2 separate regions of the Mus musculus genome follow, and region 1 is linked to region 2. A link is a contact called in public Hi-C data. All regions are on one chromosome and are shown on one strand. Each heading gives the region's core, a stretch centred on a gene start, on an enhancer-like site or on the middle of the called end of the contact. The rest is flanking DNA. Distances are from core to core; before and after follow the strand shown. Region 1 overlaps Cdh22 (cadherin 22). Region 2 holds the start of 1700025C18Rik (RIKEN cDNA 1700025C18 gene).

Region 1 (6,080 bases), core at 1,684-4,183, 86 kb after region 2:
TCTTCTTCTTCTTCTCCTCTTCTTCTTGTTCTTCTTGTACTTCTTCTTCTTGTTCTTCTTCTTGTTCTTGTTCTTCTTCTCCTCCTCCTCCCCTTCCTCCTCCTCCTCTTTCTCCTCCTCTTCCTCCTCCTCCCCTTCTCCTCCTCCTCCTCCTCTTCTCTCTCCTCCTCCTCCTTCTTCTCCTTCTCTCCTTCTTCCCCTCTTCCTTCTCTTCCTCTTCTTCCTCCTCTTCCTTTTCTTCCTCCTTCTCCTCCTCCTCCTCCTCCTCCTCTTCCTCCTCTTTTTTCTCCTCGTCCTCCTCCTTCTTTTTTGAGACAGGGGGTCTCAGGTAGTCCAGGTTAGCCTCAGACTCACTAGGTACCTAAGGACGACCCTGAACTCATGATCCTTCTGCTTCCCCATCTCTCCCACCCTAGTGCTGGTATTACAGAATCCTGATATCTCCCCACAGACCTCCTTCCCGCTCTCAATGAGGGGTGGGGAAAAGTGAGAGGAACCCAACATTGATGCCATTGATGTTCTATGAAGTGTGACATAGCCCTCCATGCGGTCCAGTAGCTGTTCACAAGGAACTACAGGGTCAGACTACCAATCAGCCCAGAGAGGGAAGAGCTAAGAGCTCAGAGATATGGGCGCTGGGCTGGGCTACATCCTGGCTCAGTCCTAGAAGACAGTCCAAGATCCCCAGCAGAGCATGGCAGCTGGAGGATGGATGGCCTCTCATTTACTGAACACCTACTGCATTTCTCCTGCTGTGACGCTCAGCACACAGTCTGCATATACCTTTGCATGCTCCACGGGAAAGGACCAAGGGGAGCCTGCGTCCACTGGACTCCTGAGTGCTGGTCTATCCTCCTGCAGCCTCAAGGAGATGACTGGTCAGCTCACAATGCCCCCAGTGGAGGATGAGAAGCAGGGAGAGGAGTCACCAGGTGGGTCTCTGACACCAGTCTTTGCCCTGCACTTCTCCCTGAGTCTTAGCTCTATCATTAGGAAAAAGACTCCAAATCACACATCAGGAATGTGATGGGTGTGAAGTCAGGAGCAACCACACTGCCAGCTCCAGCTTTGTCCCTGCCTGGTGAGTGGCGGCGCTTCTCACAGCCTCAGTTTTCACATCTGTAGATGGGACTGCTGTTGCTACCAACACATCTCTCAGGTTCATAAGCTAATATATGTGACCTCACAGCACACAGTAGGTTCTTACTGTGAATCAGCATTCCTTTCCTGTCTCTGGACTCAGGAAGGATGGGGGGAGGGGTTATCTAACTCACCCTCCCCACCTCCTGACACACGGATCAATCACAGATGTCTTCACTCATCGGAGGCTTACAGGTCATCTCTAGTGCCTTCTCAGTTCAAAGTTCCACTTTATTCCTCCTCCAGGAAGCCCTCTCAGATGTGCCCCTCTGCATGCCACACTCCCCTGAGCCTTTTAGTGTTGTACTTAGGTGTGCCTGGCACTGTGGGGTTGGGGGCAATAGAGAGGTTGCTTTGCTGGGTCTGAGCTCCTCGGGCGGTGCACTAAGATATGAATGGTGCCTGCAGGGAGAATGCTGGGGCGCAGGAGAGCTGAGTGTGCACGTTTGTGGCGAGCATGCAGGCTTCAGTGTGTGCAATGCACACAGAGTTCGAGACCAAAATCTCCTTCCAGGGACAGCACACGGCTCATCCTCATGTCTACAGCAGCACCGAGCACCGACCTGGCAGTAAATACACTGAATGTGTGACAAGGGACACATACCAGTCACTAGAGTTCCCGACCAGCCAGCCGTCTGGGATTTCTGGACCCATTTGCTTTCTCTTACATATTCCATTCGGAGAGTCACCTATTTCCAAGGGGAAGAAAATAGTTTCCTCACTTCTCAGTGTCAGACGGACACAAGCTGGACAGTGGAGGATGGTTACAGGACTCATATGATGCTCAGGCACACATTGCCAGAGCCTGCAGCACCACCTCTGCCTGCTACATCCTCCTCTGGGAACTCCCTAGTATAGTCCATTGTCCCCCATTAAACAGATAGGCAAACTGAGACTCAAAGAAGGAAGGCATAGATCCTACCTAAAGGTACGCAGCTCAAGAGAGGCAGTTACAAACCCAGTGTTGGGCACAGTGTTCCTATTCTTACTACTTCATCCAGCGAGGCCTGTTTCTGAGGAGGAACACCCACCCCGCCTCACCCCCAAACCTAGCCCTCAGTCATAAACACCAAAACCAAGAGCACAGTGGTGCCTCATCCCAGGGGCCTGCAAATGGGATTTACAGGGCCATTAATTACTTCCTCCTAATTAAATCAAAATTAAATGCGAGCAGAGGTAGGGTTTCCTTATTAAAGACAATTAAACGGACAGCGACGCTACGCAAATAAAAACGAGTCTGGGATTTAAACAGAAAGCAAATCAAATAAAGAGCCCCCCTCCCCCAGTGCAAGGGGTCTGTGCATGCAGGCACAACTCGTAAACCAAGAGTTCATCAATTTTCTTTAAATATTAGCAACTTAATTAAATCCACTCCCCTCCCTGCTCCGATCCTGCCATATATCTAAAATAGATCTCACCGCCCCCAGGAGTTGGTCATAAGTGCTGACCCCATAATTCTATCTTTAAAAAAAGAAAAAGGGTAAAATCCTACAAAATCCACACCCGACTGACAGGAGCCTCGGGGGAAATTACAGTTCAGAAAGGGGATTAGTGAAAGTGCCCAGATTTTATGGAAATGCTGGGATGTTGCTTTGGAGGGCAGGGGGTGTTGTAGAAGGTGAGAGAAGGTAGCTGGGCATGCCCACTGGCAGGGCTGTGCAGGGGGCCGTCGCTGGGCCTGGGGGCAGCCTAACAACTGCAGGGCCTGGTGGCTCCTGTGGGTGCTGACAGGAGTCTGGCGGTGAGTGATGGAGGAGGCAGCTGTGAAATCGGCTACCGTTGGGCACACGGGGTTCACTGCCTGGCTCTGTTGCTAAGCTACCTTTAGAATCTGAGAAGGACTGATGCTCAGAGTGACTCCCTGGGGTGGGGGACGAGGAAGCAGTGATTTCACTGGAGCCTCAGAGAAGTCCTTTCTCCCGGCAGAGCAGAGGATGTGACACAATTGGAGGGCATGCACATAGCGTGTGCACACACAAGTACTGGGTGTGCATGGGTTTGGCTGGCTAGGGACCGGTGGCTTAAAAAAAACAACAATCCCAAGCTCACATTCTTAAGATGGAAAACCTCCTCCCACTGAGGGATGAGAAGCTAAGAGGTCTTAGGGCCGGGCCTGAGCGCAGGGGTTACTAGAACCTGGGCGTCTGAATCAGGCTCCAGTCAGCTTGATGGCCACACAGCAGTCTCCCTCAATGAGAAAGCTCCGGGTAAGTGTTTCAGAGCTATGGGACCTTCTCCTTGCTCCCTGCACAGTACCCTGGGGGGTGGGGTGGGGTTGGCAGTACAGAAGCTGAGCTCTAGGCTAAGGGGGATGGAGGAGGCTGGCAATCCACAACAGGGGTGGAGACCTTTCCAGAGGGTGGATCAGCATCGTGCCGGCTCACAACAGAAGCTTAGCATGAAGTCTAGACTTGAAGTGTTGTCAGTGACCTGGTGACCTGATTATCTATCTGTGTTGTCATTTGGTCTTGGCACATGCTTCTCCACACCCGGGCCTCAGTTTCCCCCTTCTTACAATGAAAGGACTTACTAGGAGCCCTTACTGACAACACATTGTGGTTCAAGGTCACGTGATGGGGCTCACTCGCTGGTGAGACCCCCAAAGGCTGGCCAGGCAAAGATGTAAAAAGCCAATGAGTGCCTCAGCTTTCCTGAGCATCTAGATGTCCTTTGCAGAGAACTCAGCTGCTGGGTGGGCCACTGATCATCTGAGCCATCGCCCCATGTAGCTTTAAGTAGATGTTTGAGTCCTATATCTGTGTCCTTTGGGGCCTCCCTGGGGACCTCAGGCAGGTCCAGGCTTTTGTCTAAGCTTGCCAAGTCTGGACCCTCAGCCACGGGCTAGCCTCTTCTCCTTAGGGCATCAGAAACTACAAGTCTGCAAAACCATCTTGGTCAAGCAGTAGAGGTCCTGAGTTTGATCCCTAGCGTTCAAATTAAAAGCCAGGCATGGTGGGTCCCCTGTCCTTGTGATCCCAGGTCAGGGGAGGCAGAAACAAGTGATCTCTGGGGCTCACTGGTTAGCCAGCCTAGGCTCCTTAGTAAGTTCCAGACCAGTGAGAGACCCTGTATTAGAGGCAGACAGAGTTTCTAAGTATGACAGCCAAGGTTATTCTCTGGCCTTTAAGCATTTAAGAAGCTACAAGTGCCAAGTGTGGTAGATGCCCCTGTCCACTCGAGGTACCTGCCCTCTCTGACCTCAGTTTCTCTGTCTAGAGAGAGAGAACAATGCTTTTTACCTTGCACTTTTATATGGGAATAATACGAAGTACCCAAGACAAGCCACAGGCTGAGTATCGTGGGCTGCGTTCTCTTTCTTAGTCCTCAAGATACTGGGCATGTGGTATGTCAGAGCCCCTGCTTCCAGATGAAGAAAGAGGTCAGGCTGTATATAAAGATGCAGGTTCAGGGCTGGAGAAATAGCCAGGTGGTTGAGAGCACTTGCTGTTCTTGTAGAGGACCAAGGTTCAATTCCTAGCACTCACGTGGTGGCTCACAACCATCCAGGATTCCAGTTCTGGGGATCTGATGCGCTCTTTTGAACAGTATGGACACCAGGCACACAGGTAGTCCATGTGCACACATACAAGCCAAACACTCAGACAGATTAAAAAAAAAATCCAGGTCTAAGGCTATGTGGGGAGCAGGTTGGTCAGGTCAGACTTTCAAAGCTTTGTATCGTAGCTACCAGACCACAAGTGCTTTTCTCTCATCTTCACAGAGTCCTGTCAGCCCTACTGAGCTGGCATCCCTGCTCTGCCACTGGGATGTTAGACCATCCTAAGTGAGGCCTGTGCTTGCCTGAGCTCTACCTGTGGGATCCCAGCTTTGCTCAGTCAGGAACTTACGTCAGCCCATGCGTGGCCGGTGATAGCTGACCAGCAGGGCACACCTGTGTCTGGAAAGCAGCATTTCCTGCACCCAGTTTTCATGTAAGCTTTCCTAACACTGTCAGGGGCTGGGCTCTGAGCCTCAGATCTGTGCCAGTCCATGCCCAGGCTCCGGTAGCAAAATATGCTCTCGAGTTGGGTTTCCTACCACCAACCAAAATGCGCTGGCAAGCCGCCATCTGCCTGAGGAAGACCCAGAGAACCACCCTCAGCTACAGCTACTTCCGCTTCACCTGCTCCACTGCCAGCGAATCTCCAGGCTTCCGAGTCTGCATAGGCTGCAGCCGCCTTCCATCAGCTCTTTAGGCTCCACCACCTATGCTGGAACCCAGCTCAGGGCTTTTCTCCACCCTGAAGCCAGCCGGCGATCCCATTTAACTGGTGCTTACTGGGTTCCCAGGCTGATTTGTGAGAAGTTTTACACATCAGGGTGTCTGATGGAGGCCCCAGACAGCAGGAGCTGATCATATTTCTCTCTCCCCAGCAGCACAGCCAGGCTTCATGGGGAGCAGGGATTGAAAGGGGGAACACCAGCCTGAGTTCAGACGGGCCCCAGCCAGGTTAATCAGAATTTCCCCAGTTTGGGAAGGCTTCCTTCCTTCCTTCCTTCCTTCCTCCCTCCCTCCCTCCTTTCCTTTCCTTTCCTTTCCTTTCCTTTCCTTTCCTTTCCTTTCCTTTCCTTTCCTTTCCTTTCCTTTCCCCTTCCCCTTCCCCTTCCCCTTCCCCTTCCCCTTCCCCTTCCCCTTCCCCTTCCCCTTCCCCTTCCCCTTCCCCTTCCCCTCCTTTCCTTTCCTTTCCTTCCCTTTCCTTTCCTTCCTCTTTCCTTTCCTTTCCTTTCCTTTCCTTTCCTTTCCTTTCCTTTCCTTTCCTTTCCTTTCCTTTCCTTCCTTCCTTCCTTCCTTCCTTCCTTCCTTCCTTCCTTCCTTCCTTCACTTATTCACAGAACAGTGTGTGACCCTCATTGGTACAAGGCATTGGGGAGCAAACAGGCTATGATGAAAGGAGCATGTGTCAATTGCATCATCAAACAAACACATGTAGAACTGATGC
Region 2 (6,720 bases), core at 331-2,830:
TATTGCTCTATTTGTATGTATACATGTGTGTTTGCCCATGCAAATAGCATCTCATTTAAATCTCCCAACAGCAGGAACTATTGCCATGTCCACTTTACAGAGAGGGAAACTGAGGCCCTCCACATGAATGTAGCTGAGTATCTTCAATAAGCAGGGGGATACCGTCCGGATCTGGATGTCCTTGATCTCTAGGATGCCAGTCACCCTGCTGTTCTGCCAATCAGGTTGTGGGGTTCTCTGGGATGCCCCACCCCCTACCATGTGCCCAGGAACTGCTTGGCTGCCTGTCCCCTCCTGGGCTCATACCACGGAAACCCCATGCAGCGCCTTCTACTCTAGAGGGATATATATTATCTAAATTTGATAAGACAACTTAATTTCACTCCGTGTCTGTTACCGGCGATAAAACCAGCAGACTTTTATGACCCAGCGTCCTCAGCAAGATTGTCAGGAACTTATTATACAAGGTCTAACTGGATTTCTCTCTGCAGATGGCGAGGAGCCGCGGGCTGGAACGCGCTGTGGCCGCATACTGGGGGGAGAGATGCAAAGTGCTTGCTCCGTAGGCTGAGATAAGGCCCCAGCTCCCTGGGATCCAGGATCAGAACTACCTTGCCAGGCCCTGCAGGGGGATGTGGGGAGGATTTGCCCTGTGAGGGGGGTCGGGAGGATGGGCTCCATGCTGCATTCTCTGAGCCCTGGGAAGGAATGTGGAAGTGTTGAGACTTGGGGTTCAGTTAAGCTGCTCCCCTGAGGTTAGCTAGGTAGCCAGAGTGGGAGGGGTGGGTGGGAGGGGCAGATGTGTTTAGGGGTGAGGTGCATGGGAGGGGGAGGAGAGATTAGGTGGAAGGGGACAGGCTGAGCAGGTCATTGGTCCCTTTGTTTGTTCCTGGCCCGTTGTGTCTCAGTTCCCACCAAGTAGACCCCACCCCTGGCTATGAGGTGCACATCTACACTGCTGTAACAGTGACATTTAGACCCACAGGCGCCTCACTATTTAAAGGTTCAGTTTTCAGCACCCCACATTCAAGGTACTCTGAGACCTCTCAGGCTTGAACTTGCTCACAGTTGGTGGTTGGCTTGGGGGGGGTCTAGGTCTCGGTATGAAATCTAGGCTTGCCTGGAACTTGCCATCCTCCTGCCTCAGCCTCCTGAATGCTGAGATTCGAAGCATGCACCAAGGGGCCTCATATGTTCAACAGTACCAAGTATAGATCTGAAGAATCCAGGATCTGGAGGCCATAGCAATGCTTGCTTCAAGTTCACAGTCCGCGGGCAGATGTTTGCCAGGGTTAGCTTTGGCATGAGCTTGGAACAACTCCAGATGCAGAATCTCCTCCAATTAGGCCGTAGCCCTTTGGCCTGAACACCTCCATTGTGGCTACCAGAAGGTCAGAGGGCTTACCCTAAGATATAGAGGTTCAGCATCAGGTGTGTGGTCACTCTCAGATTCAGGTACCCAAGAGCAAGCACGTGCTGCTCCAAGGCTATTCCCACCCAGCAGGGGGACATGGCTTTTACGCCCCTAACCTGGGAGTCAGGTTGACCAGCCCTTTCCTGCCAGTCCTTGTCCACCAATCCAGTGACTCTGGGCACCTTCCCTAGGCCAGGGAGGCTCTGTGATGCAGTCACATGCTGCTCAGCAACCATGTAATGCCTTGGGTGATTCCGGGCTATGTGAAAGCCAGAGAAAGCAGTGACATAAACCATGGCTTCAGGCAACTTCCTCATATCCTCCTGCTCACTCACTGTCTGAGACACCATTATACACCCCCACAGCTGTCCTGTCCTGTCTCCCTGTCTCCCATTCACCCTTCTGAGGAGGACTCTTTATTAAGGAAGTTTCATCCATCTTGTTCTCTCTCTCTCTCTCTCTCTCTCTCTCTCTCTCTCTCTCTCTCTCTCTGTTTTTCAACACAGGGGTTCTCTTTGAACTCAGACTGGCCTCGAATTCCCAGACATCTGCTTGCCTTTACCTATGCTGGGATTAAAGGCATGCGCTACCATGGCCCAGCCTCATCTTCTTTTACTTGAACCTCCACCCCAGCTGGGTCCCTCCTCACTGAGGTCTGAGGAAAGAGAGTGATACTGACTGTCCTCTGAGTGTCATGGCTGGTCCCAGGGAACCCTCTACATCCTCTCAAGGTAGCTTTTCGTCATGTCCATTTGCAGATAGGCAGAGGAGGCACAGAGAGGTGGGCTCGCTTGTCTAAAGACACATGACCCAGGAGAGAGAGAGAGAGAAAAAATCTCTGCTAGGATCTGCGAGGGAGTTAGGGTATTATCTGGTCCTATTCTCCAAGAGGCTACTGTCTGTGTAGAAGAGCAAGGTGGGCATTACTGTGGATTCTCCACGATGTCACAATGTATTACTTTCAGTAGGTCGGAAGGAGGAGGTGGGGGTGTAGCTTGGATGACACAGTGGTGAGATCAAGGGCCCAAGGCCAGCCACTGGGGGATGTGAACATAAGCTGTCCTTTGCCTGGAGACAGTGACGAATATGCTGGGTGCCAGCATTGGCTGAAGGGCAAACAGAGACAGGGTCCCTGGGTGAGTATGGTTAGGAGTGTGGAGCACCAGAGATCAATGCTAGGCTGGAGGAGCCAAGCTGGGGAGGCCTCTGAATACTAACAGTCTCTAATGACCTGGCTTGTCCCACAAGACACCGTGCAGGCTGGAGCCGGCCTGTCTCCTGGTCCCTGACTCTGCAGGTCCCCGGGTCAGACTTTGGAGCTGAACAAAGAGACTGAGAGCAGAGAGGGTGCCAGCAGCTGGGAGTGTCTGAATCAGACTCCGTTCTTTCTTAGCTGTGTGACCTCAGACAGAGCACTCAGTCTCTCTGAGCCTAGGGCACGTGTACACACAAGCAGAGATGTGTGTCACAGGACTGTGGGGTTCTAGCTAAGTTATGACCCTGGAAATAATGGGGTCTCACACTAGAAAGGGGTAACCATGTCTGAACCTCCCCCATCCAAAGGGGGGGGTGCTACCAAAAGCTTCCCGAGTCCCCAGTTGAGAGTGGGTAAGACATTTTTTTTATTTGTGTGTGTGCGTGTTTGTTTGTGGTACGTGTGTGTGTGTGTGTATGTATACGTGTGTGTGTGTGTGTGTGTGTGTGTGTGTGTGTGTGTGTGTGATGCATGTGTGTACATAGGTGCTAGTCAGAAAACATCCATGAATTGGTTTCTCTTTCTACCAGTAGGTCCTGGTGCTTGAACTCAGGTCCCTGGGCTTAGGCAGCAATCACCTTTACCGCTGAGCCATATCACTCACCCCGACTTTATTTTTAATAGAGAAGCAAGCCCTATAATCCTCAAAGGATTTTCCTTCTTGGCTCTTAAAAAAAATCTAACATCTTCATTTCCATGCCCCCCTTTTAAGCTAATTTGTGGAAAATTAAATCGGGGAACTCACAGCGGCTGGCATTTTAATTGGCTCATGTCTGGTTTCTCTCTCGGATCCTCTGATTAGCTGAGCTGCCTCCGTTAAACACTCCATGCTCCACTTAGCCTGCTTTCTGGTCACTCCCCAGGCCTGGACAGCAGGGGCCACCAACCCAGCTGATTCCCTACCCACCCCTCCTGCTCCCAGCGACCCAAGCAGACCTTTTGGCCTGTGCTGCCTGCCTGGGCCTGTTTCCTCGCAGGAATGGGATTTACCTGGGGCTGAGTGTCCCTTGATACACCAGGGTACTGTGTGTCCTTCCTCACTCTTCTCTAGGATGGGGTCTTCACAGGGTGGGGAGAAGGGTCTTTCACTGCCTCTCAGCAGTGTATTTCCTAATGTGTCCATCAGCCACCCGGGTTCTAGTTAGAAAGCCAGTGGGGGCTGTGCCAACATGGAGCTCTAAGTTTGATCCCCAGAACATACATAAACAAGAAAAGCCGGGATGGCAACAGGAGCAGGAGGTTGGCCAGCAACAAGCCCCAAATCCACTAAGAAAACTTATCTCAAAATACACAAGTTGGTGAGGCTGGGGAGGTGGCTCAGTGGATAGCAGGCTGGCTGAGCAGTGTAAGGGTCAAAGGTCAGATCCTTGGACGTGGTAAAAGCTGGGCCTTCTTCACTCTCAGCCCCCCACCCCACTGCTGTGGACATAGCAGGTCTCTGTGCAGACATGTGCAAGATTCTTGTAATCCCAACATTTAGGAGGCAGAGATGGAAGAGACAGTGGAACCCTTGAGCAAATAGGCTAGCTCCTCACTGATAACCAAGGAGGAAGACACCATTACCTCCCCATTTTGTAGATGGAGAAATCAAGGCTCAAAGAGGCACAAGTAACTTGCCCAAGACCACACAACTCACTTTAGCAATTGAGCCTCAATTAGAACTCGGGTGATCTCAGCCTGCTTCTTAGCCATAGCCCACATGTCTTCTAGCTCAGGAATCTTCACGTGTCCCTTGGGGACGCCGGCCATAGGCAACCACTTCTTTCCACCCCTGGTAGCCTGCCTTGTGTGCGTGAGGGCTCAGCAGATGAAGGCTGAGTGGGTGAGAGGGGCCAGCGGCACCCCAGCGCTCCCTCCTCCACCCTGTGGGGGGCCTCAATCAGCACTAATCAGCCACCGCTAATTATCCTGTCCGTGGGGAGGTGAGCACACACGCTGGAGTGAATAGAGAATAGTGTCAGTAGGGGCGGGTGGGGACCAGGTCTTCCAGCCCTGGCTCAGTGCAGTGGGACCTGGGCCACCTTCCTCCTTTCAGGCCCCTCACTCCTGGGGACACAGCAGGCTTCTCTGCCTGGAACATAGCAGGGAAAAAGCCTTACACTCTGGAAGTCAGGGTCATAGCTTCTGGGCTCTGCCCGTGGCCTGGTTTCCAACGTGGTTGCCAGGTTACAACACACCTGACTACCTGCTCGGTTCAGCCCGTGGAGGACACAGAAGGACTGACAGGTGCTTAGAACAGTTGTGGTGAAGGTTGTGAATGGTAATGGCATAGGTCCTGGCATACAGTAAGTGCTCAGTAAAGGCAGCTTATGAGGGACTCTGGTGTTTATAGTATCTCATTTAATTCTTTGGGTTGTAAAGAGGCATGGTGACAGATGGGGAAACTGAGGCACGAGGTGGAACCAGCGCCTTCATCCCTTCATGTGTCCATGCTTCCTAGCTCAGCTTGCTCCAAGTGTGTTACCGACACACACACACCATGCTACCGTTTGGGGGTTCAAGGAACTGTCTTTGAACTCCCACCCTCAGGGACCCCTTCTGGAGGGAGTCCTCCCCATGCCCTGTGGTAGCTGGGGCGGAGGTAAAGGAGCCCCAACTAATGGTTATCCTTGGGGTCTGGGTGCCTAATGACCCCTTTCTCATAAATCCCACATGTAAATTTCTTTCATAATTACATTGAAAGCTATCAAACTATTTAATTTAATTTCTTTGAGAAAATAAATAGCTAAAGGGGCCTTAGGTACCGCATAAACCCCTCAGGCAGAACGGGCCGAGATTGCAGCAGGGCAGGCCTGACTGGCCACAGCTCACACTTAATAAGCACATATTTATTGGGCTGGGGGGTCCCCCTGGAAGAGGCGGGAGTCTGCCGACTCAGCAGGAAGGAAGTCGAGGAAAGTGATCTGGGCCACAGTGCGAATGTGGGGAGGAGGGAAGGGGGATGAGGGAGAGCGTGACGGGCAGTTAATTACCCATCTTCATACATCCATAGCTTTATTTTATTAAGCAAATATGCAAATGCTTTTTGATGACTGCCCTTGCCTGGCCCACCTCCCTGAGGGCCATTATCTGTGGTTTAGCCCTTGGGGAGACTTGTATGTCTAGAAGGACTGGGCCAGCTTCTCTCTTCCCCACTTGCTGTGGCTCTCATGCTTGCTGTACCCTCAGACTGAGCCTCTTGCTCTGCTTATTCAGGGCCAGTGGGCATGGGTGGGACCTCAGCATCCTGGAGAAATCCCTGCGGCCCTCTGCCCAAGCTTAGGGTCTGGCTTCCATCTTTATGCTGGATTCTGGTTGCTCCTCCAGGCTGCTAGCCTGTCTTCCTTACTCCTGGCTGATATTCCTCAGTCACAATGGCCTCCAGCCAAGCTCCCTGTACCCCAGGTCTTCATACTGTACCATCTAAAAGGTTGTGTTCTCTTACTTAGCTCTCTCACTCACCTGCCTGCCCTCTTTCCTTTCTTTTCGTTGTTTCCCCTCCCTCCCTCCCTCCTCCCTCTCTCCCTCCTTCCCTTCCTCCCCCCCCCCCTCTCTTTTTGGTTTTTGTTTTTTGGAGACAGGGTTTCTTTTTATAGCCCTGGCTATCCTGGAACTCACTTTGTAGACCAGGCTGGCCTCGAACTCAGAAATCTGCCTGCCTCTGCCTCCTGAGTGCTGGGATTAAAGGCGTGCACCACCACACCTGGATTCTTCTCTCTTTCTTATCCAGTTTCACCGTTCTCTCCTCCCTTTCTCTCTATTTTGCCTTTCCCTTTCTTCTTCTCTTTTAAAATTACATCTCTCTCTATCATCTATCTATATATCTTATCTTCCTATCATTTATCTATACCTTCTATCTATCTATCTACCTATCTTTGTGTGCTTATGCCACAGTGGAGATCAGAGGACAACTTGTGATAGCTGTTTTTCTCCTTTGGTCGTGTGAATCCTGGAAATCGAACTCAGGCTGTCTGCCTGCATTTGAATGCCAGCTTAACTGTTGATCAGCTGGGGTGGCCCTAGTCAGGTAGCAGCTCCTGGGACTCTCCTTTGTGCAGACCCTTTCGGTAGC

The links. Hi-C and Micro-C count contacts between places; a contact is called where the count stands out from the background.
Region 1: a Hi-C map of the N1E-115 cell line shows a contact between it and region 2, with 3 times the contacts expected there. The contact joins the enhancer-like site here to the promoter of 1700025C18Rik in region 2. A contact is called at or near these places in 15 of 39 promoter capture datasets (the 3T3-L1 cell line, 3T3-L1-derived adipocytes, HPC-7-derived erythroid cells and 8 more), 18 of 484 Hi-C or Micro-C datasets (the N1E-115 cell line, embryonic stem cells, immediate neuronal precursor and 4 more), 1 of 115 datasets of contacts at active chromatin or transcription factors (epiblast stem cells) and 3 of 9 other capture datasets (adipose tissue, embryonic stem cells and liver).

The regions. Positions count from the first base shown.
Region 1 is chr2:165,174,213-165,180,292 of GRCm38.p6, forward strand. The region is part of intron 2 of Cdh22 (cadherin 22); the gene reads right to left. Among named protein-coding and RNA genes, the nearest start is that of Gm36803, 32 kb to the right of the region's middle. Within about 2 kb of position 2,934, at least 8 of the 459 cell types and tissues checked have an H3K27ac peak or open chromatin away from gene starts, as enhancers often do. A contact at or near this core is called in the N1E-115 cell line, where this site is marked.
Region 2 is chr2:165,089,170-165,095,889 of GRCm38.p6, forward strand. 1700025C18Rik (RIKEN cDNA 1700025C18 gene) reads right to left here and starts at 1,581. Exons shown (of 3, transcript NR_033448.1): 1 at 1,531-1,581; 2 at 1,121-1,406.